Regions from separate parts of the Rattus norvegicus genome. Here region 2 is linked to region 1. A link is a contact called in public Hi-C data. All regions are on one chromosome and are shown on one strand. The core of a region is the stretch at or near the end of the contact, and the rest is flanking DNA. Distances in the headings are between cores, read along the strand shown. Region 1 holds the start of Mrps10 (mitochondrial ribosomal protein S10). Region 2 holds the start of Aars2 (alanyl-tRNA synthetase 2, mitochondrial).

Region 1 (5,156 bases), core at 1,263-3,762:
GCATTGCACAAATCCTTTAAGTGAGCGCCCCCTTGTGGAAAGGAGGCAAATGGTACTGTTCAGATCTCATAGTTTCTTAGCCACCCAGGCTTAACCTTGAAAGCAGCAATATAAATTCTTTAAAAATACAACAAAGACAAAAATAACAGGGAGGCACAAGTAGAGGAATTAAAACAACTAGCGGGTACGTTACAACAGCCTCTGTTCTCTGTAATGAACGCCTTTAACCCTGTCATTGCAAGGCGGGAGGATCTGTGAGCTGGGGGCCAGCTTGGTCTACAGAGCAAGTTCCAGAACGGCCAGGATTACAGAGAGACCTCGCTTGTTTCCTTGCTCTTATGCTGGGACACACGTTTCCAGCCTTACTTGGCTTACAAGCAAGGACACCAGGCTCAGTGTAAGAGCATGTGTCGTCGTGGCCCTCACACTCAGACAGTAAGCTCTCTGACACCAGCGACCCAAATGCTAAGAAGCACATTTCCTGGTCACATTCTGAAATGTCTGTTGACTCTGAGGTGGGGGTTGCGTGCCTTCCGACCTGGCCTCCAACTGGAGAGATGGGGATGGCCTGGAGTCTGCCTCCCGAGGGTTTGCTATGAACCACTGCCTGCAGCTTTAACTTTTTTAAGGGCTTGGGTGTGTACAGATCTGGCTGGATAAAGTTTTTCTCACAAGTGCAACACTTCCTTCTCTAGCATCCTAGTTTTCTTTTAAAAAAAAATTCTACATTTGTATGGTGTTTCTACATTCATGTACATGTATGTGCAAGTGTTTGGGGGCTAGAAGCTGTCATTCTCTGTCACTCTGCACCTGCTTACGGTAGGATCTCACTGCTCCCAGGACTCAAAATTTTCTTGGCTATTCTGGAAGCCAAAAAGCTTCACTGGACCTCCTGTGAACCCCTGGAGCTGGGTCACAGGGGGGCATGAGTGACCCTCTTGATAGCCTGGTGCTGTCACCTGAACCCCAGACCTCATGGTTGTGCAGCAAGTGCTCTTAACCACTGAGCTATCTCACCTCTCTAGCTCTCATGTCTTTTTCTTAGGATCAGTGGTTATACAAGTGTGGGCTGGGACTGCCCATGAATCCTTAAGACACTCTCAGAAAGCCTGAAACCAAAACTCACTAAGAATTACTCAAGGCTTTTCTGCTTCCATCCTCTGGCTGGTGTACAGTGGAGTCTTACAAAGCTGCATGAGTTGTACTATATGATAAAAGATGGTGTGCAAAAACAAATAAGAAAGCCGCTTCTGCCGTGAGGCTGCATACTGAGGCATTACTCTCCATCAAACTTGCTTTTGCTTTGGGAAGCAGTCTTTCTAAAGTGTTAACTAATTTAACCTGGGAAGATACAGAGGCTGAAGTGACCGCTCACAGTTCTTGCAGAGGACTGGAGTTCCACAGAAGGCTAAGAATGGGGTTCAGTGGCAGGACCTTTGTCTGGTGTGCGCAAGGCCCTGGGTTCAGTCTCTAGTATAAAGGATAAACGTTTTTGTAGACACAAGTTTACGGAGCCCACTCTGGTTCTGAACTCTGTATGTAGCTGAGAGTGATTTTGAACTTCTGATCCTCTTGCTTTGACCTCTCAAGGGCTGGTGTGACAGGTGTGGGCTGCCGTCTCTGGGTTATGTGCTGCTGTGGATCCAACCCAGAGCCAGCTTTAGGCATTGAGGTCTCTAGCAACTGAGCTAGTCTCAGCCCTTCCTTTTTAAAAAATCGTTTATTTTGAAGACAGGGTCTCAATTTGCAGGCCAGGCTAGTGGGCAATCTTCCTCGTGCTTTACAAGTAATCCTATTAGAGGTCCAGTTCTGAGCTTTGTTTTCAAAAACCACAAAGGTCTCGAGGCCAAAGTTCTTGAGACCGCCTAGTTTTTGTTGTTGTTTAATTATTTATTTTGCGACAGGATCTCAACATGTAGCCTGACTGTCTTCGAACCCAGAAGTCCGCCTGCCTCCTTTCCCCAGTGCTGTGATTCACGCCGTGCAACATCAGGCAAGTTTTCCTTCTTCAAAGAACCTCTTGAGGGAGATCTAACCCATTCCTGGGGCCCTTCGAGTCAATCTCTCCAACCCCTGAAGGCGAGGAGGACCTCTCAATGTAACTCCACGCGAGCTTTCTGAGTCCAGCTCCGGCTCAGCACCTAAGTATCCGAGTATTCCTGTCTTCTCTAAGCTCAAGGTTCTCACTGCCCTTTCTAACGTGAAGGGAGGGCTTCTGGACATATTTTTCTCATCTTTCCCGCTCTGACATTCTATAGTTCTAGTTCCTATCTTGTCAATTTGAGTCTCTCGGGGGAAAAAAAATCAGCCCTTATCTTGTCCCTTCCTAATAAAAACTATGGAGGAACACTCCGAGCCGGCCGGGTAGAGGGTAGCAGCGGGACTCGGCGACGGCGCCTTCGGCCGCCAGGGTTTCCCGACCACCCCTTTACCTGCTGCAGGCGCCGGCAGACAGCCACACACGCTGCGCGCGCCGCCATCTTGGTGCCCTGACCTCCCACGATCGCTTCCGGGATCACAGCCGTGCCCTCGAACCATAGAGTTCGAAAAAGAGAGAGTGTCTCCTGTGTTCCGGCACTGAAACAACCATAGAGACGTGGCCCCTTGATTTTGTTTTTTTAATTTAAATTTCTACTTTATTATTTATTTACTTGTTTATTATTCACGCATTCATTTAAGTTTTTGAGTGGATGCGTCGCTTTCGCCGTCTGGATAAACTGCCAGGTTCTATCTATATGCTATATAGCCTAATTATATTTGTCGTGGGTGTTTCTTGTTTGTTTGCTTTGAGACGCACACAACAAAACGCATACTTGGAAAGGAATTTGCTGTTACTACTGAGTCCAAATTCTAACATTTTACCTTATTGCAGAAGCCATTTTGTTGTTAAACTTTGTTCACACCGTCGGAATGCCAGGCTTGTTAATGGATATTTCTAAATTGTGTTTTTCAAAATGCCTTCCCATGCATTTAACGTAATGGAAGCTCCACACTTAGGAGCTCTGGTTTCTGTTTAGGTGGGTGACTTGATCAACTTTCTTCCATACTCTGAACCCATTTTTTTTTTTCCATTTGCCAAGTAGAGAGGAGGACAAAGCAGTAGAGGATTAAATGAGATTAAATGCTATATGATAAACTCATCCTGAATTTGTGGCATCTCTTCTACATCCTGGCTCTTAAAAGGTTATTGGGAAAATGGATAAGGATCAATTTAATGAGGACGATACAAAGTATCTACCTTAGTTAGGGTTTCCATTGCTGTGACAAAACACCATAACCAAAAAGCAAGCTGGCGAGAAAAGGGTTTATTTAGTTACACTTCCAGATCATAGTATATCATTGGAGGAAGTCAGGACAGGAACTTAAGCAGGGCTGGAACCTGGGAGCAGGAGCTGATGCAGATGCCAATGGAGGGCTCCTGCTTACTGGCTTGCTTCCCATGGCTTGCTCAGTCGGCCTGCTTATAGAACCCAGGACCACTAGCCTAGGGATGACAGCACCCACAGTTGCCTGGACCTTCCCCCATAGATCACCAATTGAGAACATGCCTTACAGTTGGATCTCATGGAGACACATCTTCCACTGAGGCGCCTTCCTCTCCAATGACTCCAGCTTGTGTCAACTTGACACACAAACCCAGCTGATACAGTATCTCTGAAAGACCCCCTCCCAGAAAGGGAATTGTACAAGCCCAAGGCCCTCAACTATAGAAATAAAAAGTAAGTTTTTAGATATGTGGGACAAGCTGACCCATCATTTAGACGAAACAGACCAGAAAAGAAAACAAAATGCAGAAACCAGACTAAATTATGGGCACTGCTCCATGGGCCACCTGACAGGAAAAAGAAAAAGTCCCTGACCCCCCGGAAGCCCTGACTACCATGTACTTTTTGCTAACTCACTGTTATGATTATAGCCAAAATAGGTAACATACACGTATGCCTCATTTACTCCACCAATCACATCCCTGTAACCATGCATCTGCTTCTGTAAGCCTGCTTCTGCTCCCAATACACTATAAAAACCCATCCCTGGTTCTGCTAGGCGCGCCAGTCTTCCAAATTGACTGGGACGCCCACAGATACCTGTGTATCCTGATCAATAAAAATCCTCTTGCTGATTGCAGCCTGTGGACTCGGACTGGTCATTGGGCTTGAGGATCTCCCTCCTGAGGGAAGATTCTCTCTGAGAGTCTTACATCTCAATAAAGCATCATGCCAACGTAAAGTTGCATGATGACTAGTGTCTACCTAGTCATCTTATTTGGCAGACACTAGTCGTCTTATTTGGCAGGCCAGAGAATTAAGCGAAGAATGATTTGGTCCAGATGGTACAAACTGATGGAAGGCCTGTGAGTACGGACTACTTTCCTGCCCCTCAGGCTGGCCTCTATGTGGTCTCTATGTGGAAACAGAATCTTCATTAGTACATGGCTGGACTTGGCTATGCCCTACCTGCGCAGGCACCCCAGAGGCTTCCTCAGAATTAGGCTCTCTCTAAATCATGACATTCAGAGTTATCCCTCTCAGCCAGTGGTCCGTTCCGAGAGTGCCCCAACCTTCATCTCTTTGCTACTTCTAAACTTTGCATCCATCTTTCCACGTGGTACCTTGACGATGGCTCCTCACTCAGCCTCCAGTCCTTCTGGATGGTCTCAGCTCAGGGGAGTCTGCTGCACTCGTAAAGATAGCAGCACTTCAGCTAGGAAATGACCCAATCTCATGCTCACAGAGGTAACTGTATCTTAACTGTAAGGTGACGTTCAGAGTCGGGTTGACTTGGCCAAGGTCAAATGGTGAGCTACAGCTGAACCCGTAACAGCCTTCACAATCCTAGCTCTGGGACTGCTCAACTGTGCAGTGGGCTGGTTCTGTCTATGACGGATTCATGTTCAGCATTCAATGTCTCCTTTGGATGAGGAGACTAAAGGTACCCTCCTGCCCACCCCACTTCACAAAGAAAGTTTGATTGACTTGTTTTTATCGACTCAGTGGCATGCTGAACCAGAGAGATGTGCTCTAAACAGCCTTAACGACTAAATGTCCTCTTCTTGGAGGCCTTGACTTTTGTCTTGGTAGATTCTCTCAGCTGAGATTCAGCTCTTTCAGGATGGCGTGTGGCCACCAGAGCTGCCTTTGCTTCATCAGATTTCTCTG
Region 2 (5,156 bases), core at 1,145-3,644, 1.9 Mb after region 1:
TTTGTCTTTAGAGAGATCTGTAAGATACGTTAGAAGAAAATCATAGCAATCACCAAGCTCAACTCCATGATGTGACAGGAGGCCAGAGAACATCAGTAATGAGTGAAGGATGTCACAGTCAAGGAGGAGAATTAGATCAGTTTCTCTTTTTGACTAGCAACTAGTGGTAGTGACGGCCACCATTACCTGTAGTGTTGCATGAAGACCAGATTCCATAGCTCAACCAGCTGGGGGGGTCCCATTCCACCAGCCAGATCGTAATGGATCTCGGTACAAGGCCCACAAGGTCCGGTGTCTCCCATCTCCCAGAAGTTCTCTTGCAGTCCGAACGAGAGCACACGGCTGGCAGGTACCCTGGGGAGAAAGTCATGTAAGTGGTGGGAGACTGGCATGGTCAGAGGCTGGGATAGCCTCTCACCCAAGTCCAGGTTAGGAAGAGGGTCCTAGGGCTGAGCATAGCATGCTGGGACATGCCAAAGTCATGAGGGCTTGTACAGATAGGTCTGTTTTCTACTCTTCCTATTGCCAGGGGACAGAAGAAGGGGCCTGACTTACCCCAAGCTGAGCCAGATGTCTCTGGTCTCCAGGTCTGGGTCCAACCCTGTCTTGGAGTCACCACTGAAATAGGAGACCCATAACCTGTCCTCAGGGATCCCATAGACTTGAGTCAGCAGTTCCCAGGCCATGCTACATGCTTCTTTCTGCAGGGAAACCCACCATGGGGGTGGAGAGATGAGACGATCTGGCCACCCAAGTTCATGAGAATAAGACAAAACCATTCCCACTACCCACCCTAGCTTCAATGTCAGACCATGTCCACTTCTGCCTTGAGGCTTTTCTTACCCAGAAAGTGTGCCCATCGTTACAGACCTACCTTCTTTCCAGACCCAGATGAATTCTATCTTCTCCATAAACCTCTCCACCCAGCCACCCTGACCTGGGGACTTTAGGTCCAGTGACTCCAGTGGCGATCTCAGCACAGCTGTCTGGCTATCTGTTCAGCTAACTTTTAAATGGCCATTAGGCAGGAGACAGTCCCTTCCCTCAGTCAGGGAAGTGAGGCATATTCCTTCACATTGGACGTTGTGTGTGTGTGTGTGTGCGCGCATGTGCATGTGTGTGTGCACTCCTGTAACATGTGGGCATTCACCTGTGAAAGTTAAAGGACAGCTGTGGGTGTCTGTACTTAGGAACTAATTTTTGTTTGAAACAGGGTCTCTCATTAGCTTGGAACCTTGTCTGTAGGCTAGACGAGCTTGTCTGTGAACTTCCAAGGATCCTCCAGAATCACAGACACAGACTTTCGGGCTGCACTTTAAATGCAAGTTCTGGGAACCACAAGCACTTTACCAACCAAGTCATCTTTCTCCCCTATAACACAGCCTAGCACCTGGCCACAATGTCCAGTATTCGGGGTTCAAAGGCTTTAAGTCTAGAGTTCCCCGGAAACTCACCTTAAAATATTCACCCCCAAAAGCCCAGTTGCCAAGCATCTCAAAAAAAGTATGATGAGAGAGATCACGGCCCACATCTTCCAGGTCGTTATGGCGTCCTCCAGCCCTGACACATTTCTGGCTGTTAGCTACTCGTCGGAAGCCTGCCATCTCGCTTCGTGGATCCACCGTGCCCAGGAAGATGGGCTTGAACTGGAAGCACAAAAGTAAGGAAGGGGGATTAAACTGGGGAGTGGATGCAGATGGCTGTTGAAACTCAACACTATTTGTGACTCCAAGGGTACAATGTGGTCTTGGATATGGGAACCCCAAGGAGCTCAGGCAGCCGTTTCTAGTGTATGTGAAGCAAAGAAGAGGAAAATGAACCTAAACCAGACACTTCTTCCTAGTAAAAAGTAGTAAAATTTACCTAGCAGGAGTGCAATAAATGTCTATTTAATAAATGAATTCTATTTATTTAAATAGTTTTCCACTCGAAGCCCGTCCCTCAGGGCCTCACACCTGTTATCCGAGGATAATAAACTTAATTTCTCCCAACAAGTTTCCAAGCTAATTCCCCAAACCTAACCAGGCTCCCAACCACTTTACCCAGTCCCTCTTCCACTCTGAGTTCCGCCCCTCACTTTTTTGGTCCAATCTTGAAAGCACTTTTCTCAGGCTGACCCCTCGAGCTCCGCCCCCGATCGGTGTGGCCCCGCCCCGACCTGGTTCATGCCTGCGTTGACGAAAAGCAGGCTGGGGTCGCCGCGCGGCCTCACGGAAGCGGAGGGCACGAGCCGGTGGCCGTGGCGATCTCGGAAGAAGCTCAGGAAGGCGTCCCGCACGGCCGCTCCGTGGGGTGGGTGGGGCTCGGTTGAGAACCGCTGCCATGGGCACGACCTCCCAATGGCTCGCCGCAGCCTCCCGGCCGCAGCAGCCACTGACGCCGCCATTTTAGCTCCGGGCAACGGCTTCGCGGGGTCAAAGAGTGACGTGCGAAAGGACGCCTAGGTTTCCTACAGCGGCCCCTGGCGGGTGGAAGACTTAGGGGGCAAGTCTCAGCTTCTGGTGGAAGTGGTCGCGCAAGAAGGGGACTACCCCTGGCTAGCGGTTCAGCATACGACTTTGCACACAGTAGACCCTTAGTTCATCCAGGATTAAACCGATAATCATAAAAAAAGATCATTATGTGGTAGGCTTTATTTTGAACGTTAGTAGCAAGATTAACACCACAATGCCTCTGCCTCCAAAATCTGTATTCTGGCAGTAAGGGTTGTTGTGTTATTGATTTTGTGGGGGTTGCATATGAACAGGTGTGGGTGCAATTCCGTGCGTGGGCGTGTGGTTTGCGCTGGTCCAGGCTGAAGAGTGCCAAGGGATCGTGAGTATTCAAGAGGTGGTCAACAAGTACAGAACCTTGCATAAGTGCCAGGCACTGCTCTAAGACCTTGCCAGGTCCTCTTCTGCCCTCGGCTTGCAGAGAGCCACTTTGTCCTTAGGGACTGACGCAGGTTCTTTGGAATTGGAGTCTGGTGGAAACACCGACGCCAGACTGCATCTGCTCCATTATTAATTGCTTAATGACATTTGGTCTTTTAATTTGCTTGGGGATGAGAGAATCCAGGTCGCCAGGTCAGGACAAAGTTGTTGGCTGAAAGCTGTGAGGTTGGCTTTCCATAAGCCTCCCAGTACCCTGAGGTTTTGTGTTTTGCTGAGAGAAAAGAGATATCTGTCCTGGCAGGCCCATCCCCTTGACTTCCTGTCCATGGTAATAGCAGTAACCAAGAAGCCCGCAGACCTTGTGGGTACAGCTAGACAGCTTAGGGGCTTCTCATGATGACCTTGCTTGACCTTTAGTCTGGGAAATTTAGCAGATCTGGGGAGAGAAAGGGATTTGCCAAGTTAAAGACCCAGTAGAGCAGTGGTTCTCAACCTGTGGGTTGTGACCTGGGACATCAGTTATTTACATCACGATTCGTAACAGTAGCAAAATTGCAGTTATGAGGTAGCAATGAAAATAATTCTATGGTTAGGGCTCACCACAACACGAGGAACTGTATTAAAGGGCTGAGGCAGTAGGAAGGTTGAGAACCATTGCACTAGAGGTCACTGGGGTCGGAAAGACAGCCTTGGCCACCCCGGGGGCTCTTGGCCATCCGTCTTTGTGTGTTATTTGGGTCTTTTGAAGCACGGCTTCTTTTCAGGGAACACATAGTCTATTTTGGACTGGAGTTTCTATAGCAATAGTGAATTCTGACGAGCCTGTAATCTCTCCCATGATCCTCTGTTCTCTTTTTCCAAGTAGGTTAAAGGTGTTGTTCTGCCCATTTTGCCTTCCTCCAGTGTTTTCGGAACAGAAACCTGAAGCCAGATGGGGATTTCTGAGATTGGTGACCTTGAGAAAATATTGTGAGATTTGTTGACTGTGATGAGACCGTTTTCCCAGAGAGAGGAGATCCTCAGTCCGCACTGACTTTACCCACAGCCCTCGTATTGTAGTAGTGAACCCGTACTTTAGACTAACCTGAATGTGCACCACGAGTTGCACAGTAGCTTTCACATTTAATCCCAGCACTTGGGAAGCAGAGGCAGAGGGTGTCTCTGTGATGGGGGCAGGACAGCCAGGGCCACACAGAGAGACCCTGTCTCAAAAACTGTAGCTTTATTGGTTAATATAAAAAAAAAAATCAGAAGGAGGCCATGACTCCTCCTATGTATGGTGGGGCTTTATTACAGATTTGAAGGAAAGCACGGCCAGAGGCAGCCGCATTTGGGAAAGTCCAGGGTGAACATGACCCTAGGCCCAGCCGTGTGAGGAGGGATGGGAGTGGAGAGGGGAGAGGCCAGGAGGGTAAAAGGCAGACAAAAGGACTGGGTAATGGAAATGGCTGGATTATATAGGGGAGGGCAGTTGGGGGAAGGGCAGCCCAGTTACTGGGCTGGAGAAGTTTAGGTTAGAGGGCAGGGTATGCTAGCCATATTCTGTAACAGGTAAGGGACTTAGTGATGCTGGGAGAACCTGGTGGTCAGGTCCACTTTGATATGTTAACTGGGCTCCTTAGCTAGTTAGCTCTTTGTCCTGGCTCTGAGAGCTAACAGCTGGGCCTTGCCTGGCATCTATGAGGCCCTGGTTCATCCGTCAGCACTACATAAACTGGTCTTTGTGACAAGCGCCTGTAACCCCTGCCCTCTAGATGAGGATGCAGGAGAATGGGAAGTACAAGGTCACCTTCAGCTAAATCTGTTTAGCTCAAGGCCAGCCAGGGAGAACTATCCTCTTTCTAGAAGCCAACGAAAAATGATTTTGTTGAAATAAAAGTTAAAAGACTAGGGTGACAGTGTAGTTGGCAAAGTGCTGGTCCTGCAACTTTGAAGATCTGAGTTCAATTCCCCAGTTGGGCCTGTATAGCTTTTCAGGGTTCCTGCATTGAGATGAGAAGCAGATGCATGCATTCCTGGAAAGAGCCCACGGGCCAGCCAGAGTGACGACTGTGGTATTGCAGTAGTTGTGATGACCAGCAAATCTATTGCATCAGAAGTGAGAGGTGAGGACCAACGCCCTAGGTTGTCCTCACACCTCCACACTGGTTCCTGTGTATTCATCACATACACAGGAAAAGCCACACATCACAGTTCACCCACAGGAAGTGAACAAAGCTTTTAGCATGTTCACGGCCAGTTCTAAGATCACCTGGAGAACACCGGGACTACCTTAGAAACCAA

The links. Hi-C and Micro-C count contacts between places; a contact is called where the count stands out from the background.
Region 2: a contact with region 1 is called in a Hi-C map of liver, with 3 times the contacts expected there. The contact joins the promoter of Aars2 here to the promoter of Mrps10 in region 1. A contact is called at or near these places in 2 of 12 Hi-C or Micro-C datasets (both in liver).

What each region holds. Positions count from the first base shown.
Region 1 is chr9:21,119,941-21,125,096 of GRCr8, forward strand. It overlaps Mrps10 (mitochondrial ribosomal protein S10), which reads right to left and starts at 2,513. Exons shown (of 7, transcript NM_001389252.2): 1 at 2,433-2,513. The coding sequence starts at 2,480.
Region 2 is chr9:22,991,142-22,996,297 of GRCr8, forward strand. Aars2 (alanyl-tRNA synthetase 2, mitochondrial) reads right to left here and starts at 2,395. Exons shown (of 22, transcript NM_001106891.1): 1 at 2,159-2,395; 2 at 1,455-1,646; 3 at 556-701; 4 at 187-354. The coding sequence starts at 2,386. LOC108351892 (a long non-coding RNA gene) reads left to right here. Exons shown (of 5, transcript XR_010054946.1): 5 at 1-2,613.